Regions from separate parts of the Sus scrofa genome. Here region 1 is linked to region 2. A link is a contact called in public Hi-C data. All regions are on one chromosome and are shown on one strand. Each heading gives the region's core, a stretch centred on a gene start, on an enhancer-like site or on the middle of the called end of the contact. The rest is flanking DNA. Distances are from core to core; before and after follow the strand shown. Region 1 holds the start of EIF4G1 (eukaryotic translation initiation factor 4 gamma 1). Region 2 holds the start of YEATS2 (YEATS domain-containing protein 2).

The links. A called contact is a pair of places that touch in the nucleus more often than the background predicts.
Region 1: a Hi-C map of liver shows a contact between it and region 2, with 6 times the contacts expected there. The contact joins the promoter of EIF4G1 here to the promoter of YEATS2 in region 2. A contact is called at or near these places in 1 of 5 promoter capture datasets (fetal liver) and 1 of 47 Hi-C or Micro-C datasets (liver).

Annotation. Positions count from the first base shown.
Region 1 is chr13:122,202,106-122,206,289 of Sscrofa11.1, forward strand. It overlaps EIF4G1 (eukaryotic translation initiation factor 4 gamma 1), which reads left to right and starts at 2,682. Exons shown (of 31, transcript NM_001246253.1): 1 at 2,682-2,741; 2 at 3,038-3,124; 3 at 4,176-4,184. The coding sequence starts at 2,682.
Region 2 is chr13:121,636,198-121,639,949 of Sscrofa11.1, forward strand. It overlaps YEATS2 (YEATS domain-containing protein 2), which reads left to right and starts at 1,626. Exons shown (of 31, transcript XM_021069912.1): 1 at 1,626-1,855.

The DNA.
Region 1 (4,184 bases), core at 1,432-3,931, 570 kb after region 2:
CTGAGCTGGGAACGAATTGGCATGTAGGCAGTAATTGATTTTTATTTATAAGTTTGCTTAGGGAGAAAGAGAAATGAGAAGACCAGAGAAGGGAGCCAGCCAGTCAGACATGATAAAGTCACAGAACTCAAATGAAGAGCATCACAGAGAACACTCTAGATCTTTCATTTTTCTATGGTTCCTCCTCTATGTGTCTATTCTGCTCTCCTTTCTTTGGAGCATCAGTTACTCATCCAATGGGAATAATGATACAATCCATTTTGTAAGAAGTTGTAAGGATTGAGATCACAAGGGTCATATATTCAGAGTGACCAGTTCATCATTGGTGCCAAAGAAATTGTTTTCCTGTGAGATTATATGTGTTTGGATACAGAAGGGGGCAGATGTGGAGGAGAGAGAAGAAATAGCCTTTGCTAGGCACCTAGGCACTGTTTTAAGCACTTTCACAGGAATTAACTCCTTTAAATCCTCACAATGGTGGGTAAAAGTTCAAACTTGAGCTAGACTGCCTAGTTTCAAGTATTTCCTTTTTTTTTTTGTCATGCCCATGGCTTCCTGCAGTTTCTAATTTCTAAGCTAGGGATCAAACCTGTGCCACAGCAGTGACACCAGCCAATGCAGCTGAGCCACACAGAAACTCCAAATAGTTCCATTTTACAACCTATAAGTAAGTAGTAGAGTTTGGATTAAATTCTGGGGCTGACTAGGAGTAAGTAGATTTGACTCTAGTATGTCCCTTCAGGCAGTTTAAAATCTTTTGGCTACTGGGCAGGGAGGGGTCTTGGGATTACTTGTTCCACCACTATTTGAAGTTTGTGTGATTGCTTTTAGTTCCTCCCTGGGAATGGCCGATTTTTATTCTTTATAAAAGACAAATCTAGTAGTTCCCTTATTAAAGATCCCACGTTGTCACTGCAGCGGCTCGGGCTGCTACTGTGGCACGGATTCCATCCGAGGTCAGGGGACTTCCATATGCTGGAAGATGTGGCAAAAAAAAAAAAAAAGAGACAAATTTACTAATTCCCTAGTTAGAATGTTTCAATCCTTATTAAACATATAAACATTCAGTTTAATAAGTCTTTTATTGATCTAATCTACATTACTTTCAAAGGCTGCCTAACGTGTGTTTCTTTCCGCATTTGTACCATGATTTACTTCGGCAGGACTGAGTCTTTAATTTCAGTATTCTCAGCCCCCTGCCAGCACTTAGCCTAGCATTCAGTATGCACTCAATAAATGCCTGCTCAAAGTATGAATGAACTAAAGAATCGCGGAACTGAGTCGCAGAGGGGGATCGGTCTGGGAATTCCAAAGTTCGGGAGGGGACACGGGGGCGGGCAGTGGCTGTCACATGACTAGGCGGGGCAAATCCCATGTGCTTCGCGGCACCGGGCAAGGCTCCGCCCTCTGCGCCGGTCACGTGGGGGCGCCGGCTGCGCCTGCGGAGAAGCGGTGGCCGCCGAGCGGGATCCGTGCGGGGAGCCGGAAATGGTTGTGGACTACGTCTGTGCGGCTGCGTGGGGCTCGGCCGCGCGGACTGAAGGAGACTGAAGGTAAAGCCGCCATGTCCGGGCCCGACCCGGCCCCCCCATCCCCTCCCCCCGCATCCGCCGCCATCCGGGCCGGGACCGGCTACCCTGCGCCGCCTCCCCGGCGCCCTGGCTCCTCGGCCCAAGCCCGGGCCCCGGGCCGCCAGGGCCCGATCCCCGGCCCACGTGTGCCCGGCCTGGCCCGGCCTGGCTGCTGGGTGGGGGTGGGGGAGCGCGGGGCCGGAATATGCGGTCCCCGCGGGCTGGGAGGGCGCCGGGTTTCCCGGCTGCTAAGTGCCACCTCGGCCCGACCCGAGGAGGCCCTACGGGCGCAGGCACCGCGACTCCCGGCCCGCCGCCCCCTCCCCCCTTTGCGGCCCGGCCGCCGGGAAGTGACACGTTGTTCTTTGGCACTGGCCGGCGCTGCGCAGGGAGGGCGCAGGGGAGGGAGGCGGCGGCGGCGGGCAGGGAGGAGCCCCCGGCCCCGCCCGCCCTCCAGGCCGACCCTCACTTGCTTCAAACCGGCTCTTCTTCGGCCGCCGCCCGCCTGGCCTTTTACGGCCCGACTGCCGCTTTTCCTGGCCTCCACTCCTGGGCGGCGGCAGGCCTCGCCTCTAGCCCCGTGCGGGTGCACCCGCGGCCACCCGCGGCAGGCGTGCCTTGTGTGCCCCTGGGCCAGGCCCCGAACCCGGTGTCCCCGGGTGGGGGGTGGGGACACCACGGCCGAAGCTGCTAGCTCCGTTTGTGATCCGGGAGCCTGGTGCCAGCGAGACCTGGAATTTCCGGTCTGGTTGGTCTTGGGCCCCGCGGAGCCAGGTTGATACCCCCCACCTCCCAACCCCAGGCCCTCGGATGCCCAGAACCTGTAGGCCGCACCGTGGATTTATTCTTAACCGAGGGGGTGAGTGAGGGGCTGTTTCAGCAGATCAGGGGGGGTGGTTGGAGCTGCGGGTCTGACAAGGTGTCGGTGGGGACATAGGCTGGGTTTTATGCTCCTTCACCTTTTTGGCGATTCCGGGGCTTGTTGTGGGACCCAGACCTTGCTTCATCCCTCCCCCACTCCATTTGCCTTAAGCTTGGGTCCCTTCCCCTTTCCGAGCTCCGCTCTTTCCCAACAGGTGCTGGGGGGACCCTGATGTGGCACCAAATGAAATGAACAAAGCTCCACAGCCCACAGGCCCCCCACCTGCCCCATCCCCTGGACTCCCACAGGTAATTAGGGAGGAATTAGCAGCAACTGGGGTGGGGGTGGGGGAGACCAGGCAGCCGGGTCAGGAACAGGTTCCAACCTCTGGATTTTCCCACCCCCTTCTGTGTCAGGGCAAAGTGCAGCTTCCTGCTGCCAAATTGAGGCAGGGCCCCGGGGCTGTTCTTAGGGGCTGTCTTGGGGAGGGTATATGTGGACTGTTGAGGCTCTTGCCACAGCTCTGCTCCCCTTACTTCACCAGCTTGAGTTTCTGCCCCACCTGGGTTTCCCCTCTTGCTGAATTCTGGTCTCCCCCCTTCAGCCAGCGTTTCCCCCGGGGCAGACAGCACCGGTGGTGTTCAGTACGCCTCAAGCGACACAAATGAACACGCCTTCTCAGCCCCGCCAGGTGAGGGGCTGTGGGGAGGGGAGTAGGGGGCCTGGGTGGGAACCATGTGAAGCTTAGGCCAGTTTGGGCCTAGGATGGAAACTATGGAGGCCTTGTACCTGCCCCAACTTCCTGACAGTTGCTTTCATGCGGTTCTGCACTTTGCACTGTTGATTACTTACGGTGGCTGGCCCCTTGGAGTATGTAGTTGGTGGGGATGGCATTCCTAGGGGTCCTGGTGCCTTGGGGGCAGTGCTTTGGGCCCTGCTGCCAACTCCTGCTTTCCTGTTTTCTTTTACTGGGAGGTTGCCATTGCTCCATTCCCCATCCATCTTTCTCTTTTGGACTGTGGCAAGATAAACACTCCAGCTAGTTCTTGCCTTTCTCTGTTCCCTAAATTCTTCCTCACAAGTGGGAGAGGATTCTTGTCCTGCTTCCTTCATTTTCTTTCCCTCCTCATCACCTTGGGGATAATTCTTTTCTTTCCTGTCCCCATGTGCTCTCAGGGAGGATTCAGGTCTCTGCAGGTAATACCCCATTGCTAATCCTGAACTCTCTCCGGGTCTCACCCTTACACTCTGCCCTAGTCAGGGGCTAGACTCAGTCTGGGTCCTCAGTCTGAGGCTGACCGATGCATGTTAGGGGCTAAATCTTGTGTAGTTCACATCTGGGAACTGGGAGACTGTTGCATGTTAGCGGTGAGCTCCTCAGTACCTTAGGGTGGAGCAGTGCATGCTGGGGAGTATGTTGCTGAAAAAGGCTTTACTTAGGCATGATGCATCTGGGTGTTAGGAAGCCTCTGCTGAAGGATAGCCTGGTGAGGTGATCTGAGTATGCATGGCAGGGAGGGAGTAAATATACAGAGTGCCAAGTGTATACCTGAGTTTGGAGGGCGTATGTGAGTATAAGAGGCCACTTAGCCATCACTTGGTCAAGTGAGTCTTGGAAGTGTTGGTCTTCATGCTCCAAAGCCCCTGGTACTTCTCTCCTGACTAGAGACATAGTGGAATGGCCCTTTTGCTGTCCACCTCCTCCCCTTCCCATTGCCAACTGCCTTCCTCCCTCCTGACAGCACTTCTAC
Region 2 (3,752 bases), core at 376-2,875:
ACCCTGGCCAGGTGCAATGGGTTAAGTGAGTTTAGTGGGTTAAGGATCCATTGGGTTAATACAGTGGGTTAAGGATGCAGTGCCACAACTGTGGCCTATGTTACAGCTGCAGCTTGTCTGGGAACTTCCATAAGCCGAAGTGCAGCCAAAAAAGGCGGGGGGGGTGGGATTTAAAGAAAAACAAATACTCCTCAGAAAACTAAATATAAAACTGCCATATGATATAGCAATCCCACTCCTGGGCATATATCCAGACAAAACTACAATTCAAAAAGATACACCCATATGTTCACAGCAGCACTACTGAAAATAGCCAAAACATGGAAACAACCTAAATGTCCATCGACAGATGAATGGATTAAGATGAGGTACATATACACAATGGAATACTACTTAGCCATAAAAAGACCAAGATAATGCCATTTTCAGCAACATGTATGCAACTAGAGATTCTCATACTAAGTGAAGTCAGAAAGAGAAAGACAAATACCATCTACCACTTGTATGTGGAATCTAATATGTGGCAAAATGAACCTATCTATAGAACAGAAACAGGCTCAGGACATGAAGAACAGACTTGTGGTTGCCAAGGAGAGGAGAGAATGAGATAGACAGGGAGTTTGGGGTTAGTAGATGCAAACTATTACATTTAGAATGGATAGGCAGTGAAAAGTCTTACCGTATGACACAGGGAACTGAGTCCAATCTCTGGGGTTAGAACATGATGGAGGATGATATGAGAAAAAGAATGTGTATATATATGTGTGTATATATATATATATCTAGGTCACTTTGCTGTACAACAGAAATTGGCACAAAATTGTAAACCAACTATAATTAAAAAATGTAAAAAAAAGCTTTTGAGTGCGCATTATGTGCAGTGCACTGGGCTTGCTATTGGAGACACAGGAGTAAATCCTTTAAAACATTTTTATTAAACATTAAATACATCCAAAAATTGATAACATATACATAAGTAAAAAAAATATATAAAGCGAACTCCCTCTAAACCTTGGTAAATCCAACGATAAATCTTTACATAGTGAGAATAGATTGAAGGGGACAGAAACAAATCTCTGGAGACCAAATGGGAGGCTACAGAATCCTCAGGAGGGGAGATGATGGGGTCTATGGCAGGGTAGGACAGAGAGAGGACAAGGCAAGGTTGCGCTTAAGAGATATTTAAGCGGCAAACAATACTTTATGGATTGTTACTAGTTGTATGACCCAGATAAGTCCTCACCTTTCCCAGACTCAGTTTCTGCATCTGTAAAATAGGTTAACAACTATAGCTATTTGTATATCTAGCACAAAGCTTGGTACAAGCACACACACAAATCATAGCTACTGCTGTTACTGCTATGTTAGCTTCATAATTGCCGGGAGAACGAATATTCTGTCTTTGGGCTGAAACTCGCTATCTTCCTCTAAGGAGTAAAATGATACACGGTGATGCCTTTACCAGAACCCGTGACTATTCTCCCCAGACAGAGTGGCCGCGCGGGGCAGTGCCGAGCAGGGCTGTGCGGCGGCGGCGGGGTGAGAGTCTGGGTCAGCTCCAGCTCCGCCGCGGCGCCGGCCCCGCCCATAACCCTGCGAGCTCCGCCTCCGGAACCGCGCGCGCCGCCGCCGCTGCCGCCGCCGCAGCGCGCGCCCCGCCCCGCCCCTGCTGGTGACGTGCGAGCCAAACGGGCCGGGCGGGCTCCACCGAGCCGTGTGCTTCCTCGGGTTCTGGGGTCGCCGGGGCCTCGTGGCGGGGCGGCTCCTCGGGGGCTTGACCTGCCCCCTCCCCTCCCCCGTGCCCTCTCGCGGTGCCCGGCGGGGCCTGCGCTTCAGCCGGAGACCCGGAAAAAGGGTGAGTGTTGGCGGGAGCAGGATGGGACCGCCTTGCGCGCGCTCCGCTCTCCGGGGCATTGTCTGGGCGGGGGCGGCGCGGGCACGTGCGTGCCCCTCCCCCACTCCGCCGCGCCCCCCGCCCCCGGCTGAGGGGAAGGAGGGGGCGGGTGACTGGCGGGGAGAGGATCCGGAGGAGGAGGTTGGGTCCGGATGAGTGTGTGCGGCGGAGGCGTCTCCGAAGCGGGAACCCGGAATTTGGGTGTGTGGAGATATCTTTTTCTTAGCGGCACCGTACTGTCTCAGGGGATAGCGGTCCCTTGAGCCCCAGTGGCCGGAGCTTTTAGGGTGTTAAACGCGGTGGCCTGTGATGGGATTGGGGATGAGATTTGGCCCCAGGACAAGCAAGTTGTGGATTTATTAGCAAGAATCCTGGAATCTCTCTCCAACCTGTCGCCTTCCCTACTGTTCCCCTCCACCGTGAAGGATGAACAGGATGTAAAAAGGTTGGAGGATATTCCGGGGATGATGCCCGAGTTTAAAGCACCAAAGGTGTGAGACAGTGCGGGGTTGGAGTGGAAGGCTTGGGAAAATGAGTACTCGGAAGAAAGGCTGGTTTGGTGGGTTGTGGCCAGATTGCAGGAAACAATGAGGTTTGTATTATAACCTTTTTCTTTTTTTTTTTTCTATTATGAAAGTAATTATGTTAACAAAAATAGCAAGTAGAGGAGGAAAATATCACCAGTAATTCTACAGCCCTGACACATCATTCTTAGAGTTTTGATATATGTTTGCTAGTATTTTCTTTTAAGCTTATAACAGTTAAGGAGTTTTAACTACAATTTTCCATTCCCTTTTCTCATTAACATGTAAAATGTGATGTAATAGCATGTAGTGTTCAGCAATATAATTTGCTCTTAATAAGCAGGGAGCACGTATTCATCATAGAAAAATTTAAAAACACAGGCAAGAAAGTGAGGAAAAGTACCCTTGTTTTTACTGTCTAGAGATATTATCACTGCATGCATATATTTGGCTGTAAATGTTCTAAGATAGGAGCAGGTGAGGGAGGCTGTTTTTAGGATTTGGGTTTTTATGAGAACCTTTGAAGATTTTAAGGCAAGTAGCATAATCTGACTACCGAGAAAGAGGGCAAAAGTGGAAGCTAGGCGATCAGTTAGTTTACAGTACCTTGGACTAGGTCCGTGGAGGTGGAGATGGAGGAGAGTAGAATGATTAACAGATATTCTCGAGGTAGAATGAACAAGACTTGGAAATGGATTGGTGAGGGAAAGGGAGAACTCTGCTTTTTGATAATTGTTTTGAGCAACTATGAGTAGATGGAGGCATTTACTGAGAAGAATGGAGAAGAGAAATTTGAGGTGGGGGAGACCATGAGTTCCATTTGGGGGTTATTAAATTTGGAATGTATACTAAATATGAAGTAGGTATGTTGAGGCAGTTGGACGTGCAGGTTTGGTGCTCCCACAAGAGAAAGCCTAGAGCTGGAGATAAAAAAGATTGGCAGAGTACTCAGTATATAGACAATATTCAAAATTATGGGACTATAGGAGATAACTTAGGGAAAGAGTGTAGGTAGAGAAGTGAAAATTGAGTGAGGCTTAGGCACTCTAATGCTTGGAGGTCTTGTTGAGGAAGAAGATTGAGCACAGGACAGAAGAAACAGCCAGTGGCATAAGAGGAAAAGCAGGAGACTGGTGTCATGGAAGCCACGAGAGAACTTCTGGAAGATGGAGACTTGCTCTGTCAATGCCAATGAAATTTTTAATGAGATACTCAATTGGATGTTATTAGTTTGGACATTGGTATTACTATCCGGAGTTCTAGAAGTGGGAGGTGTAAACAGATTGGAATAATTGAATGGACAAGAGGAAATGAAGACAGTGAGGATGAATTAG